Linked DNA regions of Sus scrofa: region 1 is linked to region 2. The links are chromatin contacts, called in public HiChIP or PLAC-seq maps. All regions are on one chromosome and are shown on one strand. Each heading gives the region's core, a stretch centred on a gene start, on an enhancer-like site or on the middle of the called end of the contact. The rest is flanking DNA. Distances are from core to core; before and after follow the strand shown. Region 1 has its middle 31 kb from the start of AHI1. Region 2 overlaps PDE7B (cAMP-specific 3',5'-cyclic phosphodiesterase 7B).

What was found. HiChIP or PLAC-seq counts read pairs in DNA pulled down with a chosen protein or histone mark.
Region 1: an H3K27ac HiChIP or PLAC-seq map of skeletal muscle shows a contact between it and region 2, with 6 times the contacts expected there. The contact joins two enhancer-like sites. A contact is called at or near these places in 1 of 47 Hi-C or Micro-C datasets (fetal heart ventricle) and 1 of 2 datasets of contacts at active chromatin or transcription factors (skeletal muscle).

Annotation. Positions count from the first base shown.
Region 1 is chr1:28,531,695-28,539,199 of Sscrofa11.1, forward strand. No RefSeq gene overlaps it. Among named protein-coding and RNA genes, the nearest start is that of AHI1, 31 kb to the right of the region's middle. Within about 2 kb of position 3,022, at least 4 of the 83 cell types and tissues checked have an H3K27ac peak or open chromatin away from gene starts, as enhancers often do. A contact at or near this core is called in skeletal muscle, where this site is marked.
Region 2 is chr1:28,069,505-28,076,216 of Sscrofa11.1, forward strand. All of the region lies in intron 3 of PDE7B (cAMP-specific 3',5'-cyclic phosphodiesterase 7B), which reads right to left. Among named protein-coding and RNA genes, the nearest start is that of MTFR2, 160 kb to the left of the region's middle. Within about 2 kb of position 1,922, at least 9 of the 83 cell types and tissues checked have an H3K27ac peak or open chromatin away from gene starts, as enhancers often do. A contact at or near this core is called in skeletal muscle, where this site is marked.

The DNA.
Region 1 (7,505 bases), core at 1,772-4,271, 460 kb after region 2:
AAATTGAACACTTTGGTAGCGATGTGACCAGCATTTAATCCCAAACTCCTGGAAGGAAGCCCAAATCTTAGCAATAAGCTAAGATTTTCTGACCAGAGGTCTATAAAGGACAAATAAGTGCACATTAATAAAACTACAGCACCTACTCTTCAATTAATATAGGAGTCATTAAAGCAGTATCGGTATGACCTATTTACTTTTTTCTACGTAGGAACTAACATTATGATTTCTACATTTTTAATGGGAAAAATTGATAGAAAAATTTTGTATAATATTTAGAAATGTCAAATTTTAAATGGCTACACCCTTTGTTTTAATAATCCTACCTCTAGAAATATATCCAAGAGAAAATACCTGCATAAGTGTACAAACATGCATGTTTAATTACAATGACTGTAGAATTTCTTATAAAACTAAAAATGTGGAAAACAAAAACAAAAACAAATAGTCCTCATTAAGCGATTTGTTACACAAGTATGGTAGGTACACTCTTCAATGGAACACTAGTCACTCATAAAAAAGAATCCATAGCTCTTTATATACTATTATTAAAAGATGTCCAAAATACACTTCAAAGTTTAAAAAAAAAGGGGGGGGGTAACTGCAGAAGAGTATGATTCCCACGTTTATTAAAAATATATTTTCCAGTAAAGATGTATCTATTACTGCTAAACTGATTCTTTCTGTGAGCAATATAACATTTTTGCTTTCTCTGTTTTATAATGTAGTTTTTTATATTATATTATCATAGCAAAAAGAGATTTATAAATATTTTAAGACTCTGCTCTATTTACCTTTACTGCAGGATTTTCTTCTGACTGAGGTCCCTGAAAAATAAGAAATCTGTGCAATGCTGCCAGTACAAGAATAATTCAGAAAATGTCTCTCCTCTCTGCAGTGCCCTGTTACGGGTTGAACTGTGTCTTCCAAAAATTTGTGTTAAACTCTTAACCCCTAGTACCTTGGAATGTGAACTTATTTGGAAAGAGGGTCACTGAGAGTGTAATTAAGTTAATTAGTGAAGTTCATATGCGGTCATTAGGGTGGGACCTAATCCAATATGACAGGTGTCTTTATGACAAAGGGGAAATTTGGACACAGACACACACAGGGAGAACATCGTGTGAAGATGAAGAAAGAGCTCACAGAGATGCTTCTACAAGCCAAAGATTGCCAACAAAACACCAGGAGCTGGGTGGGAAGCTTGGAACAGATTGTCTCTCACAGCCCTCAGAAGAAATTCTGCCTCCAAATGCAGAAATTCTGTGTAAATTTCAAGACTTTGGACTCAAGACCAAAGCATTAATTCTTACCTGAATCTCCAGCTTCCCAACTTGCTCTAGAGATTTAGGATTTTCCAGCCCTCCAAAGCATATGACCCAATTCCTTAAAATCCCTCTGTCTCTCTCTCTATGCATATATATCTAAACATGTAGATAAACCACATATCCTAGTGTTTCTGTTTCTCTGGAGAACCCTAATACATCCCCTTCCTGCTTCTCACCCCACTTCTGCTGAGTGAACTCAAACCCCATTATTGCCATTGAAGACCTTTCCCACATGCTCAGGATACCTTTTCCCCTGTAATTCACTGGTCTATACAATCTAGCCAGGTGACAATATCCCCTGCTCTCCCACTTCCATAGTTTTGTTTACACATTATTTCCACTCAGCATAAAAATAAATTATCATATGGGATGAGCACGCCAAATTGTGAAACATAATCATGGTCTTCTTTTTGTGATTTTAACAACCATAATACTGATTTCAAGGAATTTTATTCTTTCCTTAAAAAGTTGGTAAGAATACACACATTCAGACAGAATCTCCCTTTAAAATTTGCCTCAAATATAAAAGAATTATCTAACTCTTCAAATACTTTCCTCTTCTTTCCTTGTTTTTCAAAGATGTCCATGTGCCTCCTCTCATTCTGAAAAAACCCTGCCATCCCACTAACTTGTTTAAATCTTATCTCCTTTCCTGATTACCTCAAGAGCAGGGTTTCTCAACCTTGCCACTACTGTTGATATTTGGGGATAGAGAATTCTCTGTTGGGGTGGGACCCTCCTTTGCATTGTAGGATATTTAGCAGCATCTCTGGCCTGCTCACACTAGATTCCAATAGCACCCCTTCCTCGTTTCTCCACCCCACCAGAAATGACGGCCAGAAATGTCTCCAGAACTTGTCAAATACCCTCGTGGGCAAAACAGCCCCTGATTGAGAACCACTGACCCATAAGACACCTACTTTCCTTTGGGCCAGAAGTAACATCGAGGGCCTCCTGTTACTTTGCCAGTGAAAAGCTTTCACCATAGCTCACTTTCTGTTTTCTCACCTCCCTTTTTTCCCTGAGTGAAGGATGAGAAAAACAGGAGATTTTAGAAATACAATAGATTAATCACATTGTCCTTTGTTTGGTTGAAGAAGAATTATTCAGCACAGCTGTTGTGTTAATATTTCCACAAAACCTGCTATGTATTAGAGGAGGGAAACAATTATACAGATTAATGTATTCTTGTTCTACTATCTCATTGGTTCCATGGTAAAGAAAATGAAAATCTCTCTTAAGAGCTTCCTAATGAAACCTGTGATTCACCCTTTCTCAATCAAGAATAGACCTCATAATCAAATGAATAAAAAAGTTTTTCAAAATGAACAGCAATGTTGCAATGAAGCAAAATCTAGAAACATGAAATACAAATAACCTGTGCTAACACTTGCATGCTGTTGGCTGCTGGTGTGCAGCCAAAATGTCACTGTCGTACTTGGAATGACTGAGAAGTGAAGTCAGCTCTTGATTTTCCAAACTAACAGACAAATATATCTGACCTAGAAGGTCATCAATCTTCATCCATAAACTCAGGTTGCGAGAAATTGTCTTCTTTGACTCAATTTAATTTCCATGTTAAACTCTGATGTTGCAGGAGGAGCAAAAGGTCGTGAAAATTCTATTCAATAAATTTAGAACTCTTCTCTCTCAAAACTCTACCTGGGAATTTTGCCACTTCTCTGGGTTTCTGTCAAAGCAGGGCCGGCCAGACTGGCTGTACCATGGAGGGAGAGAAGGAGGAGTACAAACGGAGGCCTGAGGGCTATAGTTCATCTCCCCGTCTAGCACCCTCACACCACACACCCCTGCCAGCTTCCCCTGGATCTACCCAGGCCTACCTAGGCATGGCAGTGCAGCCCACACACCACATAGTAGAGGCCAGAGAAGGTGCAGAAAGCTTCCTGGGTCCAGTCAGAGAACCTAAGAAAGATGCCCTCGCCAGGCCGCCAGCAGTTCAGAAACCCTCTGTCTAAGGCCCATCCATTTGTATTGCCATTACCCTCTCTCTTTCAATTTTCCCTTTCTTTCCTGTATATACTCTGGAGAATCTTTCCTTCTTCAGAAGCAAAAAGCAACCCTTACAAGTGGTATTTCATGCAAATAATTTGTCCACACCCAGAGGCGTGCCATCACTTTAAAGGTGTGGGTCTCTTTGGTTTCTTTATTTTGTTTCCTACCATGTCACAACCTTTCCCTAGGTTACTAAGCAAAAACATGCTTTGCAGCTTAAGTGGCAGGGTGTGGATTTAATAAGAAAAAAAATAGATTTAAATTTCTAAAAATATTAAAATCAAAATATTACATGTATTTATAGTCTTATTTGACTGTAAGTTTATATTTGATATTGAAGCGTCTATACAAGATAAAGCATGTAGTATATGGGTAATTCCAGTACGAGAATATAAAAATCCTAAGTCCTGAAGACCCCTGGTATTTATACCTAGGGAAGACATAGACATGTAATAAAAGTGAAAGTCTTAGACACTAATTTCATCTCTTGAGCTTCTAGGATTTCTCCCAGAACAGGACAAATTCAGGTCTTAGAGGGCGCTATTAGGATGGATTTTGCATCTTCTGCCAGGTGTCTGCTGTTTTCACCATAAGGCAAAGATCTTGGGAACTAATTAATCCTGTTCCCTCCACACCTAAAGCGGGATTTCTTCAAAATGACTTTATCCCTTAAGTTTCTTTGGCTACAAGCAACAAAAACCAATTCTAGCTAATTTAAGATTTTAAATAAGGTATTGACTTCAAGAGCTGAAAATTCCAGAGCTGGAATGGTTTCAGACAAATCTGTCTAGGACTTCATCTTTAAGGGTCTTGACATCCTCAGGTTCTCACCTGAGGCAGTGGCTTCCTCAACTGCTCACACAAAGGTCTAGATCTTTAATCCTGGGTCTTGTGCTAAACTTGCCTTGCAATCATGGGAACACAATCATACTCTGACAGTCTTAGGCAAGGGATAGCAAACTTTTTCTATGAAGAGCTAGATAGTAGATATTTTTCACTTTGCAGGTCATATGATTTCTATCATAACTACTTAGCCCTTGTAGCACAAAAGTGGCCTTACATATATGAATGAGTATGGTGGTGTTACCATAAAACTTTATTTACGGACCCTGAAATTAGAACTTTATATAATTTTCATATATCAGGAGATGCTATTCTTTAGATTTTTTTTGCAACCATTTGTACAAATGATTCTTAACTCATAAGCTTTTATAAAACAGGCAACATGCTTGACTTGACCCCATGGGCAGTAGTTTGCCCACCTCTGCTCTGAGGAACCCACCTTACTTGAAGCTCATAGACTGAGAATGAAGAAATAGATCCCTCTAAGCAAATACGTGCTGGGCAAGAAATACAACATACTTACACCCGACCATCATGATGTGTCACAATTTTAGGCCAGGAGAGCTTGACAAGTCATTGTGCAGTGAACTCATAGCATTCATCCTAAAGCTAGAAGCATAACAAATGGCCCACCTCCAGCTCCTCACTGCTGCTCTAAACCCCCACTGCTCACTACTAGAGTTTTCCAGGAAGCAGAGCCCATCCAAAGGTATATTTTCTGTGGCATCAGCAAAACAACCAAGTCACCAATCAGGATAGCTCTGCACATTCTGGACATGGACCACATGGGCAGTGCCCATTTGCGTGTTACCGACGCCAAGAAATCATATGGTTTGGGGCTAATCCACATATCCTTGCATTTATTCAACAAAGAGCCAGTTAGTGATCACCTATTGTTCTAGACTCTGGAGATACAGCAGAGAACAGAAGAAGAAAAAACCCCACTCTCCTGGAGCTTATTAATTAATTAAAAATAAATGGAGGGAGTGCTCCTGGTGACTCAGGGGGTTAAGGATCCTTCATTATCACTGCTATGGCTCTGGTCACTGCTGTGGTGAGGGTTCAATCCCTGAGCTGGTAACTTCTATATGTTGCAGGTGCAGCCAACAAAAAAATTGTAAATGAGGATTTAAAATAAAAAAAAAGGAAATGGGGAAAAAAGAAAAATAAAGCAGGGAAAGGAGTTAGAGAAGGCTAGGTGTTATTTTAAATAGGTGGAAAGCCTTAAAGCAAAGACAACATGCAAGCAAAGATTTGAAGAACTCTCCAAATATCTGGGGAAACAGTGTTTTAAATAATGAGACTAACAAATTCAAAGGCCCTGGGGCAGGAATGTGACTTGCATTTAAAGAGACTAGAATGGTGGATGCAGAGTGAGTGAGGGGATGAGTAAGAAAAGATGAAGTTGTAGGAGAGACCTACAAATCACAAAAAGACCATGGCACCAACTTTGATTCTGTAAGTAAAGGTGGCATAGCAGGCTTTGGGGAAGAGGAGACACAGTGTGTCTTTTTTTTTCATGGCTGCACCCAGGGCATATGGACATTCCTGGCCTAAGGGTCGAATTGGAGTTGCAGTGCCATCCTATACCATAGTCTCAGCATCACCAGATCCAAGCCACATCTGCAACCTATACCACAGCTCACGGCAATGCTGGATCCTTAATCCACTGAGTGAAGTCAGGGGTCAAACTCACATCCTCCTAGACAATATGTTGGTTCTTAACCCACCGGGCCACAATGGGAACTCCCTGACTCACTTTCTTAAGTGATCATTTTAGCTACATGGTTGAGAATAGAGTTGTGGGGGTGAAGGTTTGGAAGCAGGGAGATGAACAGGAGACCGCTGCAATAACCTAAGTGCCTCAGCACCACTCTCAAGCAGAGAATATTCCATAGGTTGAATTACAAATCTGTCTTCAAAATAATAAGCCTCCATTGGCAGCTCATAGACAAAGCACCACATAGCTTTGAAGAACAAATGCATGTACAGTTAGCCCAGATATCTACTACCCCAAGCTGGATCTCATTTGAGCAAACATTATCAGAAGAGCTCCACTAGCATCCTCTGGCACTTCACATGAGGAGTTGAGACAATAGTGCTATCCATAACCTATTGCCTACTATTACTCTCAGCCTCTGCAAACCCACTCTTCCTTTCAGCCTAGAATATGTCCACCCCACACTTTGGCTCAAATGTCTATGGCCAGTATTGTGTACATTTGCTCAAGTTCCTCACTGAGCTGTGATTCTCACTGCTGGGAATGAGCAAGGTTAACCAACAGGAATCACATTTGTGTCAAGAGGCAGCAGAGATGCCATCAGCATACTCTCATTGTGGAAGAGTGTCCACTTCTCACCCAGCATGCATATGCCCTCTTTGAGCTTAAAGGTTCTGCACAAATACACAGACACCAACTTTAGGCTATTTTCCTCACCTTGCAAGAGCCCCTTACTCTTTGTGGAAAGGAGGAAATAAAGCCACTGCTTCTACCACTTCCAAACCACTATGGGACAACCAGTTCAGCAGCACCACCTTGGGGAAGTGTATGGGAAGTGCATATCTAAGGGCCTGAATGGAAAAGTTTTCTACATCCAAGCACCTAGAAAAGAGATGTTATCTTAGTGTGAAAGGGTTTCAAAATGAGCAAGGTTGTTTGGTAAATCCTGAGCTTCACAAGATAATGGCAGAAATTCATTCCCCATTTCTCACAAAATCTGCACAAATAACTGCCTTCATCTAAAAGGGCAACGATTTGAATGATGCTTTCTTCCTCTGTGGCTTCATGGAGTCCACATTTACTGCTGATCAGCTGCTCATCCAGCCTAACTCACCCTGACTCTAAGCCTGTGTTTTTAGTTTTTATTTTATTTTTTCTTTTTAGGCCCACAGTGCAGCATATGGAAGTTCCTGAGCTAGGGGTCAAAACAGAGCTGTAGGTGCCGGCATATGCCACAGCCACAGAAACACAGGATCCGACCTACGTCACAGCTGCAACCTACACCACAGCTCACAGTAACACCAGATCCTTAACCCACGGAGCCAGGCCAGGGATCAAACCCGCATCTTCATGGATACTAGTCAGGTTCATTACTGTTAAACCACAATGGGAACTTCAAGCCTGTGTTTTTAAAAAAACACCGCACAGTAGTGTCACGAGAAGACAGGATAAAGAATTTGATCTCCATGCTTCTCCCCAGGCAGTTAACTCAGAATTTCTGTGAGTGGCGCCCAGGCAACACCGGGTTACAATATGCAGATGGGGTTGAGAACCTTGCCTGCAGCTCTCAAAACTAATGTTTCCATTACTGAAGTAGAGGC
Region 2 (6,712 bases), core at 672-3,171:
CAATGAAGGAGAACCAGTGGTTGAAGAAATGCAAGGACATAAATAACTGCAGATATAATTTTGACACATAGAAACGATGGGGCCCCTTTCTAGTTGGCATGGCAGAGCACTTTCCCCCAGAACCTGGCCCAGGCTTCCTGCAGTTTGGGCGGTGATTGGCACATTCCTGTGCCAATGGGAATAACAGCTGGCTTCTCAATATTCTTCCATAGCAGCTGCCCCGTCCACCTTGGCGCTGTTTGCGCACGGCTTTAGTTGCTGACGTTCTCAAGCTGTTGCTGAGTGTCTCTAATAACAGTACTTTCCATTTTATGCTTTTTTTCTGAGTAAAATCTTTGCATTTTCAATCCTTAGTCAAAAGAGATGCAACAGCAAATCACCCTAGGATGAAAGGCATGATCACGGTCAGGCTGGTGTCAAAGTTTCTGTAAATCATTGCGGATGTGTCGGTTGGCAAAAGAGGTACTGGATTTCCATATATACCAAATATGGTGATACGTGCCTTTTTGAAAAGTTGCAATTTGAGGCCAAAATTGAATTAAAGAAGAAGAGTGAAGGAAAAAAGCAGATTGCGTAGAGAGAGATTTAAAAGTCATTAAGAAGTGAACTTGAATAGTGAAAGTATAAGTTGCATCGTGCTAGATCTGGAAAGGAAAACCAGTGTAAGAGGAGATTCGGAAGACTGGTACAGACTATTCAGAGAGGTGCAGGGTACTAGAATATTCTCCAAGTGCAGGAGTTATAACTCCGGTTACCCAGATACACAATCCAAACACAGAAAATACAATAATGGAAAAGGTCCCTTTGGACAAAGACACATCTTGGTGGGGCCTATTAGGAAGCGCTGCGGAAGAACTATCCATTGGACAAATATTAAAAAGACCTATGTAAAAAAGAAGCAATTACAGCCCAGCAGGAGATCATGAAATCTGGCTGATAAAGCAACACCATACAGGCATGTGGGGCAAACATTTTGAAGACAATAACCCAAAAAACTCACAAAGCTCAGAGTTTAATAACCACCTGCAGGTGACATGAATTCTAAAACAGTGCAGAGGCCACTTCTCACTCTGTCATCTTGTGGTCGCCCAGTGAGGTAGATACAGCGAAGCCAGGGATGAAAGTGGGACAAAGACACGCAGTAAATACAATGCCTAACATTCACTTCCCAGTATTACATGGGCATCTGTTCTGGGAAAAGGGTGAGAGCTTCATAAATTCCCTTTCCCTTTCAATACTGACTCTTCTTTCCACTATTTTGCCTCAATTCTTTGTTTTTAGCCTTGCATCCCCTGGATAATCAGCATCCTACTGATGAAAGTCAAGATTTCCATATCTGCCTGGGGATGTTAACTGATTCCAGAAACCGAAAGTCAGCCAGGCAGGGAGCTGTTTCTCTGAGCACTCAGCCTCCCCGTGAATTACAAAAGCAAGACCAACTGGGCTACCAGCTTAGAAGTTTTTGCCTTTGCTTTTCACAAATCCCCATAAATTTCAAAACAGACTAGTACTAGGACAGCACCTTTGGCAGAAGTATGCAAAGTCAAGACACACAAATGAATTTCCTGACGCATTCTCTGTGTGTAGTTTTTACGAAAAGAATCATTCTTTTTTCTCCTGCTTCTGAGAAGTGAATGATGCGGCAGGAAAGGGTGGTAGATGTATTTTTCTTTTCCTGTTTCAGGGCTGGGAAGCTAAGTCAGACTGTGGCATCAAAGGCTCACCCACAAAAAGGTCCTACATCTTGGGTGCATCAGTTGCTGCTTTAAGATCCTCTGAAATGTGTCCAATATAACAGCGCATTTTGGAAAAGATTTATTGTCAGGCTTAACTGGGGTGGGAAAAACACTGGAATGATCATCTCCAGGCTGTGCCGTGCCCATTCTACTCTGTCCTGCAAGTGCCAGAACTAAGCCATAGTGGCCAGTCATTAGCTGGCCTGGAGCTGAGACCCAGAGGGAAAGGAAGAGGAGAGGGTGATGGATGTTTTGGACAGAAAAAGAGGCCTTGGAGAATTTGTGGAGTGTCTTTTCCACCTCCTTGAAATAAAATGAAATGATGCCACCCCTCCCCACCAATTATATGGAATCAGTTGTATTCCTAGGCTTTGATTTACAGAAGCACAAAAAAAAAAAAAAAAAAAAAAAAATCTCCCTAAAGGGAGAACATAAATACTTGTACATTTTAGATGTTCCGGCTTACAAAATCATTCTTTTATTGTGTTTATATTGGTCAAAACACAATAGGATTTCACAGTTGTGAGGCAGTATCTGGCAACTGCTTGACACACCTAATACTTAACAGAAGACTTTATATTTACAAATTGTTTCACAACCACCTCTATTAGCTAAGCCACGATTAAGCCTACTGACAGAGACTACTGGTATTTATCTGAAATCTCAGAAACATGAAACTGCCCCCAACTCTCAGTCATATTAATCACTGAGGCAAGAGGATTGATCTCTCAGGTGGTGAGACTTCTCTTTCGGTTCTTTCCTTTCCTTCCTGGAGATCCCACCCCGGAGTTCAAGCTGAAAGTCCATTTCTGGTACGGTTCTCCCGATATTTCACATGGAAGTGGAATTCAATCCACATTAAGTAATTTCCCAAGGTATCAACTGATTTGAGATAATACAGCTTTGGCCAGTAAAAGCTTCTGGGTCAGGGGAAGCCACTCAGCTTCACTGAGGTTCATCTAACTTTTAAGGAACTGGGATATTTGGGTTTGACCCTCTTTCTCAGAGGGTTGTGGGAATTTTTTATATGAATAAATAAGTTGAAGATTTATGGATCGAAGTGATTTCCTAGAGACGCTATAAAATGTCCCAGTTAGTAGGATTGAAAGAGGAATATTTTAATGTTTAATTTTTAAGTCAAATAAAATTGTTACATAGAAAAGTCCTTCACATTAAGAACTATGATTGAAGGTGTGATTCAGATTCTCACACCAGGTTTCCAGTAAGCAAATTTTTATGAGTACAGGCACACAATTTAAATTCACAAACTCTATTTTCAGAAACCATTGGATATTTGGGAGATATGTTTCCTGCCTCTGATGTGTTTATGGCTGTCTGTAAACAAAGACCAGATAGAGCAGGGGAGCTGAGGAAGACAGAAAAAGAGAGAGGAAGAGGGCAAGAAGGAGAAAGGAGGAGGAAGAGGAGGAGTAGAAAGAGGTGAGGAGCTCCAAAGAAAATGGTTAGTGAAGGAGAGCCAATCATAATCCAGCTGTTCCAAGCCAACCAAAGCATCTGGTTTCTTTAATTTAGTACACTTCATACTAAAAGGCCAGCTTGTTTACACTGTATATTTTGAGTTATTTAAAATCTCTCTTCCAAACCATTGGGTTTGCAACTTCAGGGGAGGCTTTTCAAATGTGGGCTGGAAAGTATCCCCACATCAATATCATGGGGCATGAACGATATGGAAAAAAAGAGGAAAGTTACAGACATTTTAATGGTAGTTTGCATGTTGTTTCATACTATTTTATTATGATTGTCTGAGAGGGCTGAAGATGTCCTCAAGTCAGCCTCTGTGCCATGCAAATGAAGCCGTGTTCTCTATACAGGTGGGCACACCATCAGGCATGCAGGGTATCTCTCCATTGGCTACCCTCTCCTGTGTTCAGGAAATGCCTTTTACGTTTTAACCAACACATGAACTCCAAATACACAAAGGTATCAAATCCAAGAAGAACTTATCTGGAACGCTTCTAGAGGAACTGTTAGGGTTCAGTCCTCAATCCCTGGATTGTCTCTTCACAGGCTCTCTCTCCATGAAATCATCATGGCCCAGGCTTCATTTTCCACATCTAGGCAGGGGTGTCCCAGCAGGCTCCTCTGAGCCACTGTTCTCACCCCAACTAGAGTCCCAGATTTCCAGCAACTTCAAACCACTTCCACTCGGCTGCACCACTACTACCTGGATGTAAGAGACAGAACTCAGCATTTGACCTATACCAATCCTTCCTCAATTCTTATTTTTATGTAACTGATGCCATAAAGATCAAAAGAGTTGGAAGCCTGAGTGTTAATTTTAACTACCTCGTCTCATCCCACATAGCGCCCCTGTCAAAGAAGCCAAGTCTTTCACCATTTTCTTTATAATATCCTTTAAATTTGTCCCTTCTTTCTACTCCCGTTGCTCTCTTTTCACTTGATACCTGAATTACTCAATAATTTCCTGCTTGATTTTTCTGTATGTGAGACTGAAAAGTATATACCTGAAGCAAAGACTGGAAAAACTCCTGAATATCATGAATAAACAAACTGAAGGGGCTGAACTCTTCCTTGAAGCAATCCACAATTTGAAACCATTCATAAAAAAACAAATCCAAAGCTAGGCATTTGGTAAAACATTACATTCACAATGCAAAAAAAAAAAAAAAAAAAAAAATCAAAATGCTACCATGAGACAAGTTCTTACCCATTTATCTTTTTTGTGGTCTGGGCTGACTGCATGACAGCCCCTGAGCTGACCATTGCAGGCTTCCCACTGTCCGGTAATATTTGGCAAATCTCGACACTTTCTCCAGGGTTATTAATCTTTGACTTTCAAACTCAGGCTAAAAGAAATTTAGACAGAGGCAAGTTTGCTCCCATTTCTCAAATCTCTCCAGCTGGGACCATTTGACCTCATCAAGAGCCGTAACTGCAGCAACTTACAGACCAATAGCAACAGCAATACCCAAAGGGAAATGCAGCTGATAAACAGGAGGTGAGAGCTAGGTGGTGAGGGGTTGGCCATAAACACTTAAGGCTTCAGTGTGACACCTTTGTGGCCTGTGAAATTCCCATTGACGTCAATTTCATGTTATGGATGGTTTAGGACTACAGCAAAGAACCTTACATTGCTTTACAAATCAGAGTTACTCTTGCTCAAGGCTGTAAACTGATAATTCTCAGAGTGTGGTCCTTAGATCAGCGATATTGGTAGCAAGCATAAAATTGCTAGGAATGAAAATTCATGGACCCTGCACAGACTGACCTTCTGAATCATAATCTCTGGGATTAAGACCCTGGAAATTAATTTAACAAGCCCTCTACTGATTCTTATCATGCTTCATTTTGAGAACAACTGTGCCAATGTATGATGATAATAACTAGGTATCAGCAAACACTCAAATAAGCATGCAGAGAAAAATGAGATAATCGAATTGAACAGAGTATCGGTCTATTTTTTTCTTGTACCTACAATGCTTAGCACGTAATAAATCTCAGTATACACTGTTGACTAAATGACCAAAAAGGTCTTATATAGGTTGATGCCAAAATATTCCACATAGCAAATGATGTCTTAGATTTCTTTGCTTGTTTGTTTTGAGAGTCATTGAAATCTAGAAAAGAGAATACTAATCTGAGAGGCAAACAAGGCTTTCGAGGATAATGAGTATCAGTTGAGATGTGGATAGAAAATCCCAGATGTGCTCTTCCACTTTTTCGTGCCTGAAAAATGTTTCATCTATTTTATATTTCAGATGCCAGGATAGATGTTCTGATAATAATCATCCCTCCCTCAAAGCAAACCTTAAAAAGATGAGTTTACTTTTTAATCACTGAATTTTCATTGAAACAGTCCTCACTCCCTTCCTTTTGTCCTATGGGTTAACTGACCCTGAATATTTACCTCCTACTATTTATTGAAATCATATCATTAGGTACTTCCTAGACCTTCAATATTCCCTAGGTTTAAGCATTACATTCTTATTTGAGGCACTGTAGCCACCCTCTGTTTCGTCTCTCTCTTCCTTCTCATATGTTCCCTTTGAGTCCAGCCCCTACAAGTATACTACATTAATCTCTCTGAAATCATGAGTCTTTCTTGTCATTATCATGGTTAAAGCCTTCAGTGGCTTTATATCAACTTCAGAATGAAATACAGGGCCTCTTATTATCTGACCCAACCTAATTTTCCAGCTTTATTGCCTGCCTGATTTACTGTATCAACCTTACCAGTTTATCTGTCCTGCTGTAAACACTGTGCCCTTCTCCCTTTTCACTGTGCTGGGAAAGTCCTCCCCACCTTCACTGTTTGGCTGATTCACAGCTACCGTTTAAGACTCCGTTCAAGTATCCCCCCCTGAAGGAAGCTTTCTTAGAACACATTCCCCTCAAATTCCACCCATTTTTCACAGGGTGCCTCTCCTCTGTGCAATATCCCATCTTAGCACTCACCACATCTCACTATCTCTAGAGCTCCTTAAGATGCCATTTCTTCAAATTAGTGTTTGTAAAAATTACACTTGACACTTTCCCTAGTGCAGAGCAACTGCTCAATAAATGTCTATTAAGCAAGGGAATGAATAAATTAATAGGACAAAAGCCCTTCCAAAGGCTGCTTCTTAGGATAGAGAGTTGGGAACGACTTCCATGTCACTTGGGTATCCACTGGACACAAATGGCTACATTTCCAAAGCAGAGATAAGACAGTTCATATCAAATGAAAAATGACTCCATGTCTTCCTACAAACCTCAAACTGGGCTATTTTGGGAACCTATAGAAATTGAAAATCTCTTTTCATGCTACTATTTTCTTCTCATATTTCCATACTCCTATTAGGACTAGGAGAAGACGTGCTGAAATGGAATCCAAAAGTCCGTTTCGAGGAAGTTAAAATTTAAATGGAAGGAGGAAGGATAAGAAATCTGTGAGAATGTTTGTTTTCACTGCCAAACTTTCAGCCCCCAGAGACTTAAGTGGGGAGCTTGTGTAA